Linked DNA regions of Pan troglodytes: region 1 is linked to region 2. The links are chromatin contacts, called in public Hi-C maps. All regions are on one chromosome and are shown on one strand. The core of a region is the stretch at or near the end of the contact, and the rest is flanking DNA. Distances in the headings are between cores, read along the strand shown.

The links. Hi-C and Micro-C count contacts between places; a contact is called where the count stands out from the background.
Region 1: a contact with region 2 is called in a Hi-C map of stem cell-derived neural progenitor cells, with 5 times the contacts expected there. The contact joins the promoter of LRRC43 here to the enhancer-like site in region 2. A contact is called at or near these places in 3 of 7 Hi-C or Micro-C datasets (blood, induced pluripotent stem cells and stem cell-derived neural progenitor cells).

What each region holds. Positions count from the first base shown.
Region 1 is chr10:129,017,111-129,020,307 of NHGRI_mPanTro3-v2.0_pri, reverse strand. LRRC43 (leucine rich repeat containing 43) reads right to left here and starts at 1,679. Exons shown (of 12, transcript XR_010148167.1): 1 at 1,483-1,679; 2 at 1-251.
Region 2 is chr10:128,888,537-128,891,786 of NHGRI_mPanTro3-v2.0_pri, reverse strand. BCL7A (BAF chromatin remodeling complex subunit BCL7A) reads right to left here. Exons shown (of 6, transcript XM_016924434.4): 5 at 852-973. Among named protein-coding and RNA genes, the nearest start is that of MLXIP, 24 kb to the left of the region's middle. Within about 2 kb of position 1,271, at least 5 of the 24 cell types and tissues checked have an H3K27ac peak or open chromatin away from gene starts, as enhancers often do. A contact at or near this core is called in stem cell-derived neural progenitor cells, where this site is marked.

The DNA of each region.
Region 1 (3,197 bases), core at 430-2,929, 130 kb before region 2:
ACTACCCGCAGGGACCGGAAGTAGGAGTAGAAGAAGGTGTCTGTGATCGTCAGCGGGTTCCGGATGGCCAATTCTCTCAGGAAACTGTCTTCTGCATTCGAGTTGTTCAGCAGAGCCCAGGGGGAGTGGCGGCTGCGGACCAGGCCCAGCAGGGCCTCCACCGTCTCCTCTCCGGGGCTCACCACATCCTCCTCTCTGGGGACAAGCTCCCTCCAAGTTCGCCAAGTTTGAGGAAGAAAGCGCGACTTATTCTGCAGTGGCAGAGGAGGGGTTTTCTGTAGGTGTGACACAGCCCCCTTAAGGACACCAAACTCTCAAAACAGAACAGATCATAAAACTGGAAGATTAGGGATAGAGTTTAGAAATCTAGAGAGTAGGCCAGGTGCGGTGGCTCATGCCTGTAATCCCAGCACTTTGGGAGGCTGAGGCAGGCGGATCATGAGGTCAAGAGATCGAGGCCATCCTGGCTAACATGGTGAAACCCCGTCTCAACTAAAAATACAAAAAATTAGCCGGGCGTGGTGGCACGCAACCGTAGTCTCAGCTACTCGGGAGGCTGAGGCAGGAGAATCGTTTGAACCCGGGAGGCGGAGGTTGCAGTGAGCCGAGATCACGCCACTGCACTCCAGGCTGGGTGACAGAGCGAGACTCCGTCTCAAAAAAAAAAAAAAAAAAAATCTAGACAGTGAATAATCAATAATTTTGATGGATTATTAGCCATGGATATAACTACAGATGAGGTGAGATACAAAATAATTAAAAGGTGCCATTCCTTTTAAAAAGGCAGGTGGATCACTTGAGGTCAGGAGTTTGAGACCAGCCTGGGCAACATAGTGAAATCCTGTCTCTACTAAAAATACAATAATTAGCCGGGCATGGTGGCGGGTGCCTGTAATCCCCGCTACTTGGGTGGGAGGCGGAGGTTGCAGTAAGTCGACATCGCGTCACTATGCTCCAGCCTGGGCAGTAAGCCTTCCTGGGCCACACCTGGGCGCCCCTCGTGGTTGAAGCCACGGGAGGGAAGGGTCTAGGACTCTGGAGACAGGGAGGCGGGACGGGGGGTAACCCCTTCTCCTGGACTCAAGGTCGCAGGCTTCAGGCTGAGCCACCTCTCACACTGCCTCAGGCTCTTATTAAATGCTCGGAGGCTGGGAAAAGTTGTGGAACTCTTTGCCCAAAACAAAAGCTTTTCACCCCAAAAGGAGCCTGCCCACTGGAAATCTGGGGTGTTGGCGTCTTCAAGTCAGGGAGAGGCCCCAGCCCAGGTCAGCTGATGTGCTCAGGACGGGCCCCGCTCTCCTCCCCGCGCAGTGCCCGCGACTCGGGCCTCACCGTCACCCTCAAGCCCCACCCGCCCCCATGTCGGTGGCCCCCCACATGCGCAGATCCCAGGCCCCAGGGACCAGCCCGCTCCGCTCGCCCGGGCCCGTGCCTCCCCGCAGCCGGTCCAGGCCCCCAGAGTTCTGGCCCCGGCGCCCGCACCCAGCTGCCGGCACCGCACGGGAACTCCCGCAGACACAGCTTCCGCAAGTGCTCGCGCACGGCCGCGCTCACGGTCCCGGTCCCGGGCCGCTGAGTCCCAGGCCCGGCCTCAGACTCGGACTCGGACTCGGACTCGTAGGACGCCTCCATGGCCCGGGCCGCGTTGCCCGGCAACCGCCAGGACGCGTGCGCGGGGGCAGGGGCCTCTCCAGGCGCGCTCACCTGCCCCGAGGAAAAAGTCCCCCGTCCGGATCAGACAGCCTGGCCCCAACCACCTGCGTTTTCTCTTCTGCCCTCATCTATAAAAATGGGATAACAGCTGGTGGTTCTAAGTGCGGCAGCTCCCGCAGGCAGTAAGCGCCATAGCTGACCTGTTTCTTAGCTCCTGTCAAGCACTCCCCACGGAAAGTCATCCTATACCCATCTGACAGATGGAGAAAGGAGAAGAGGGCCCAAGGTCAAACATCTCGACTCCAACCAGCCAATGGGTTCCAGGGTGGTCTCTCTAACCCTGGAGTCAGGGGTTTTATCACTGTCCACCTGTATAACTGTTTAATCACCCAGACCTCATTTTTAAAATTTTTTATTTATTTTATTTTATTGAGACAGAGTCTCGCTCTGTCGCCCAGGCTGGAGTCCAGTGGCGAGATCTCAGCTCACCGCAATCTCCGTGTCCCGGGTTCAAGCGACTCTCCTGCCTCAGCCTCCCGAGTAGCTGGGATTACAGGCGCGCATGAGCACTTCCGGCTTTTTTTTTTTTTTGAGACCGAGTTTCACTCTTGTTGTCCAGGCTGGAGTGCAATGGCGCGATCTCGGCTCACTGCAACCTCCACCTCCCAGGTTCAACCGATTCTCCTGCCTCAGCCTCCCGAGTAGCTGGGATTACAACCGCCTGCCACAACGCCCCGCTAATGTGTATTTTTAGTAGAGACGGGGTTTCACCATGTTGGCCAGGCTGGTCTCGAACTCCTGACCTCAGGTGATCCACCCACCTCGGTTTCCCAAAGTGCTGGGATTACATACGTGAGCCACCGCACCCAGCCTAATTTTTTGTATTTTAGTAGAGATGGAGTTTCACCATGTTGCCCAGGTTGGTCTCAAACTCCTGGGCTCAGGCAATCCACTGGCCTCAGCCTCCCAAAGTGTTGGGATTACAGGCGTGAGCCATCACACCCAGCCATGAAGCTTCTTTTATAAGGACATTGATCCCATTCCTGAGGAGCCCCCAAACTTAATCACTTCCCAAAGGGCCCCACGTTTTAATACTATCACACTGAGCATCAGGTTCTGACAAATGAATTTTGGAGGAACACATTAACATCTCTCATTCTTTTTGACTATACGATATCGGGACAACTTTACTGTTATTAGAAAAATTAGGCTGGGCGCGATGGCTCACCCCTGTAAACCCAGCACTTTGGGAGGCTTAGGTGGGTGGATCACCTGAGGTCAGGAGTTCGAGACCAGCCTGATCAACATGGCGAAACCCCGTCTCTACTAAAAATACAAAAATTAGCCAGGCGTGGTGACACATGCCTATAGTCCCAGCTACTTCGGAGGCTGAGGCAGGAGAATCGCTTGAACCCAGGAGGCGGAGGTTGCAGTGAGCCGAGATCACATCACTGCACTCCAGCCTGGGCAACAGAGTGAGACTGTCTCAAAAAAAAAAAAAATTATCCAAAACTGGGAGTTAAGGCAAAAAGATGACCATATGT
Region 2 (3,250 bases), core at 22-2,521:
TACAAAAATCAGCCGGGCAGAGTGGTAGGCACCTGTAATCCCACCTACTTGGGAGGCTGAGGCAGGAGAATTGCTTGAATCCAGGAGGTGGAGGTTGGATTGAGCCGGGATCATGCCACTGCACTCCAGCCTGGGTGACAAAGTGAGACTCTGTCTCGAAGGAAAAAAAGTCTAGAGGATTTACAGTGAAAAATCCTAATAGTGGTCATGGCCAATGACACCTCTGCATCTTGTGTCTGCTCCCCAAGTTCTCCCATCGAATCCTCACGGTGGCCCTAAGACAGTTCCGTGATCCCATTTTGGGAGCTGGGATTCAAACTTCGGCCCGACTCTGGGAGGTTTGCTCCTAACCACCGGGCCCCACTGCACCTGTGCTGACTCATTCAGACCAGATTCCAACACAGAGTGATGCCCTGGAGAGGGGCCCATGCAGTGCAAGTGGGGCCAGCAGCACCGCTCCGTCGGAGGCCCCACCACTTAGGTTTCTGAAGTCTTGTCTTCCCAGCTCTAAAGCTCACCGATCTGGGGATCACTGAGATGAGGCAATGCTTGTGTGAACCTGAACAGACAAAACGCAGCAGCCGAGGCTGGGTTCAAGGTCCCTTCATCCTCCTCCGACCCAGAGGCTCCTTGAGGGCAGAGGCCACAAGTCTCATTATCCCTCGGCCCCAGAGCCCAAGGCAGAGCCCAGGACTGTGTTCATGGACATAGCCCAATGGACAAATGACAGTTCCAATGGTCCAACGACAAAACAACAAAACACAATGACGAAACACCTTTCAACGTACCCCCGACAACCCAATGGGCTCCCGGCCGATCTGGCTGCCCCTCTGAGACCTCGAGCGAGGTACCTGAGAGATTGCAGACGTCTCTGCGGCCAGACCCGAGTCTCCAGACGGCTGCCGATCTACTTTCTCTGAGCTGTTCATCGAATGTTCCATCGAGGACTGTGAATTCTGCTCATCAGAAGCATCTGAGGGAAAAGCAAGACGACAGGAGCTGTTTTCAGACACGTGAGAGGCGGGGCCGGTGGGGCCAAATACTAAAAATACCTTGAATCGGGTAGTTTTGGGGCCAGTGGTCTTTGAAGGCTACAATGAGCTGGGGGGCTGGAGGGCTGGGGAGTCTCCTGTTGATTTTTCAGTGGCGCTGTTTCCAGCAGCCAGGTCACACACGGACCCTGGCGTCTGCAACCCTCTCCTGCACACTTAACTGCTGAGGGCCTGGGAGGCGACTGGAGGAGGCTGCAGTCTCTGTGCTGCGTGCACCCAGCACCCCCTGGCGGCCGCAGTGCGCACCAACAATCATGGCTGTCAATTCCTCTCTCCCGCAGCCAAGGTGGCTTCGTCCTAACCTTTTCTAAACATTTCTCTTAATAATATGGGTATTTGGCCGGGCACGGTGGCTCAGGCCTGTAATCCCAGCACTTTGGGAGGCCGAGGCGGGCGGATCACGAGGTCAGGAGATCGAGACCATCCTGGCTAACACGGTGAAACCCCGTCTCTACTAAAAATACAAAAAATTAGCCGGGCGTGGTGCCGGCGGGCGCCTGTAGTCCCAGCTACTCGGGAGGCTGAGGCAGGAGGATGGCGTGAACCCGGGAGGCGGAGGTTGCAGTGAGCCGAGATCGCGCCACTGCACTAAAGCTTGGGTGACAGAGCGAAACTCCGTCTCAAAATAATAACAATAATAAGGGTATTTTTCCGATTGCTAGAGCAATGACTGACCATTGCAGGAAACAGAAAAGTACAGAAAAAATAAAGTTAAAAATCACCTGTCACCACCCAGGGACCACCCCACTAATGTTTTAGAGGATTAATTCCCGTCTTTCCAGTTTTCCCTCCCTCCATGCGTACAAATTTTCTCCTCTTCCCAAATGGGGGTCATATGGTATTTCGGAGGAATTCTTCATGTCTTTAAAGGTTCTTTAAATATCACAGCTTACAAGATGGCCGCACACCATTCCATCAAGGAATCGCCAGTAGAATGAACCCAGTTATTTGGGTGATTTCTCATGCCTGTCTTCCTGCTGCTCCACCCCAAGTTTTCTTTAGCAGAAGGAAGGTGCAGGCTGGATGGGGCGGGGGGGTGGGTGCAGCTTGGGAGGAGGCAGTGGCGGCAGCGGTTTTTCCTAAAGCTTACTGGGCACAGAGCCAGACACTCGTGAAGGGGCAGCAAAAATCCTACCCGAGGCCCGGACACCATGGTACCCTGATGTTAAAAAGCACACACGAAACGAATCCTAGAGAATGCCTGTGCGACCAAGACTTCCCTGCTGGGGTTTCTGAGGCAGAGGAATAACAAAGGGGAAAATAACCCACGCTTAAGTTTAAAAGCAAGCAGGCAAGATGGGAAGAAGAAGAAGATAGTGCAGGGCCTGGGACAGGCTGGGACACAGAGGGCGGGGGAACGGGACAGCAAGACCCTCCTTCCCAGGGAGTCTGAGCAGGGTTGACACTGTTACTCCTCAGACTAGGAGCCCTGGCCGGGCGCGGCGGCTCACACCTATAATCCCACCACTTTGGGAGGCCAAGGCAGGCGGATCACTTGAAGTCAGGAGTTCAAGACCAGCCTGGCCAACATGGTGAAACCCCGTCTCTACTAAAAATACAAAAATTAGCCAGGCGTGGTGGTGCATGCCTGTAATCCCAGTTACTCGGAGGCTGAGGCAGGAGAATCGTTTGAACCCGGGACCACCTCCTGGATTGGGAGCCGAGATCACGCCACTGCACTCCAGCCTGGGCGACAGAGTAAGACTGTCTCAAAAAACGACAACAACAGGCTGGGCACGGTGGCTCACGCCTGTAATCCCAGCACTTTGGGAGGCTAAGGTGGGTGGATCAGCTGAGGTCAGGAGTTTGAGACCAGTCTGGCCAACATGGCAAACCCTCCCCGCTACTAAAAAAAAAATACAAAAATAAGCCAGGCGTGGTGTTGCGCGCCTGTAATCCCAGCTACTTGGGAGGCTGAGGCAGGAGAATCCCATAAACCCAGGAGGCGGAGGTTCCAGTGAGACAAGATCATGCCACTGCACTCCAGCCTGGGTGACAGAGTGAGACTCTGTCTCCAAAACAAAACAAAACAAAAAACAAAACAACAACAACAACAAAAAGAAAGAAAACATTATGCTGAGTGAGAAGTCAGACACAAAAGGCCACAGAGTATATGATTCCATTTATATGAAAAGTCCAGAATAGGCAAACCCATGGAGACAGAAAGTTTCGTGGTTGCCCTGGGCAGGGACCCAGTG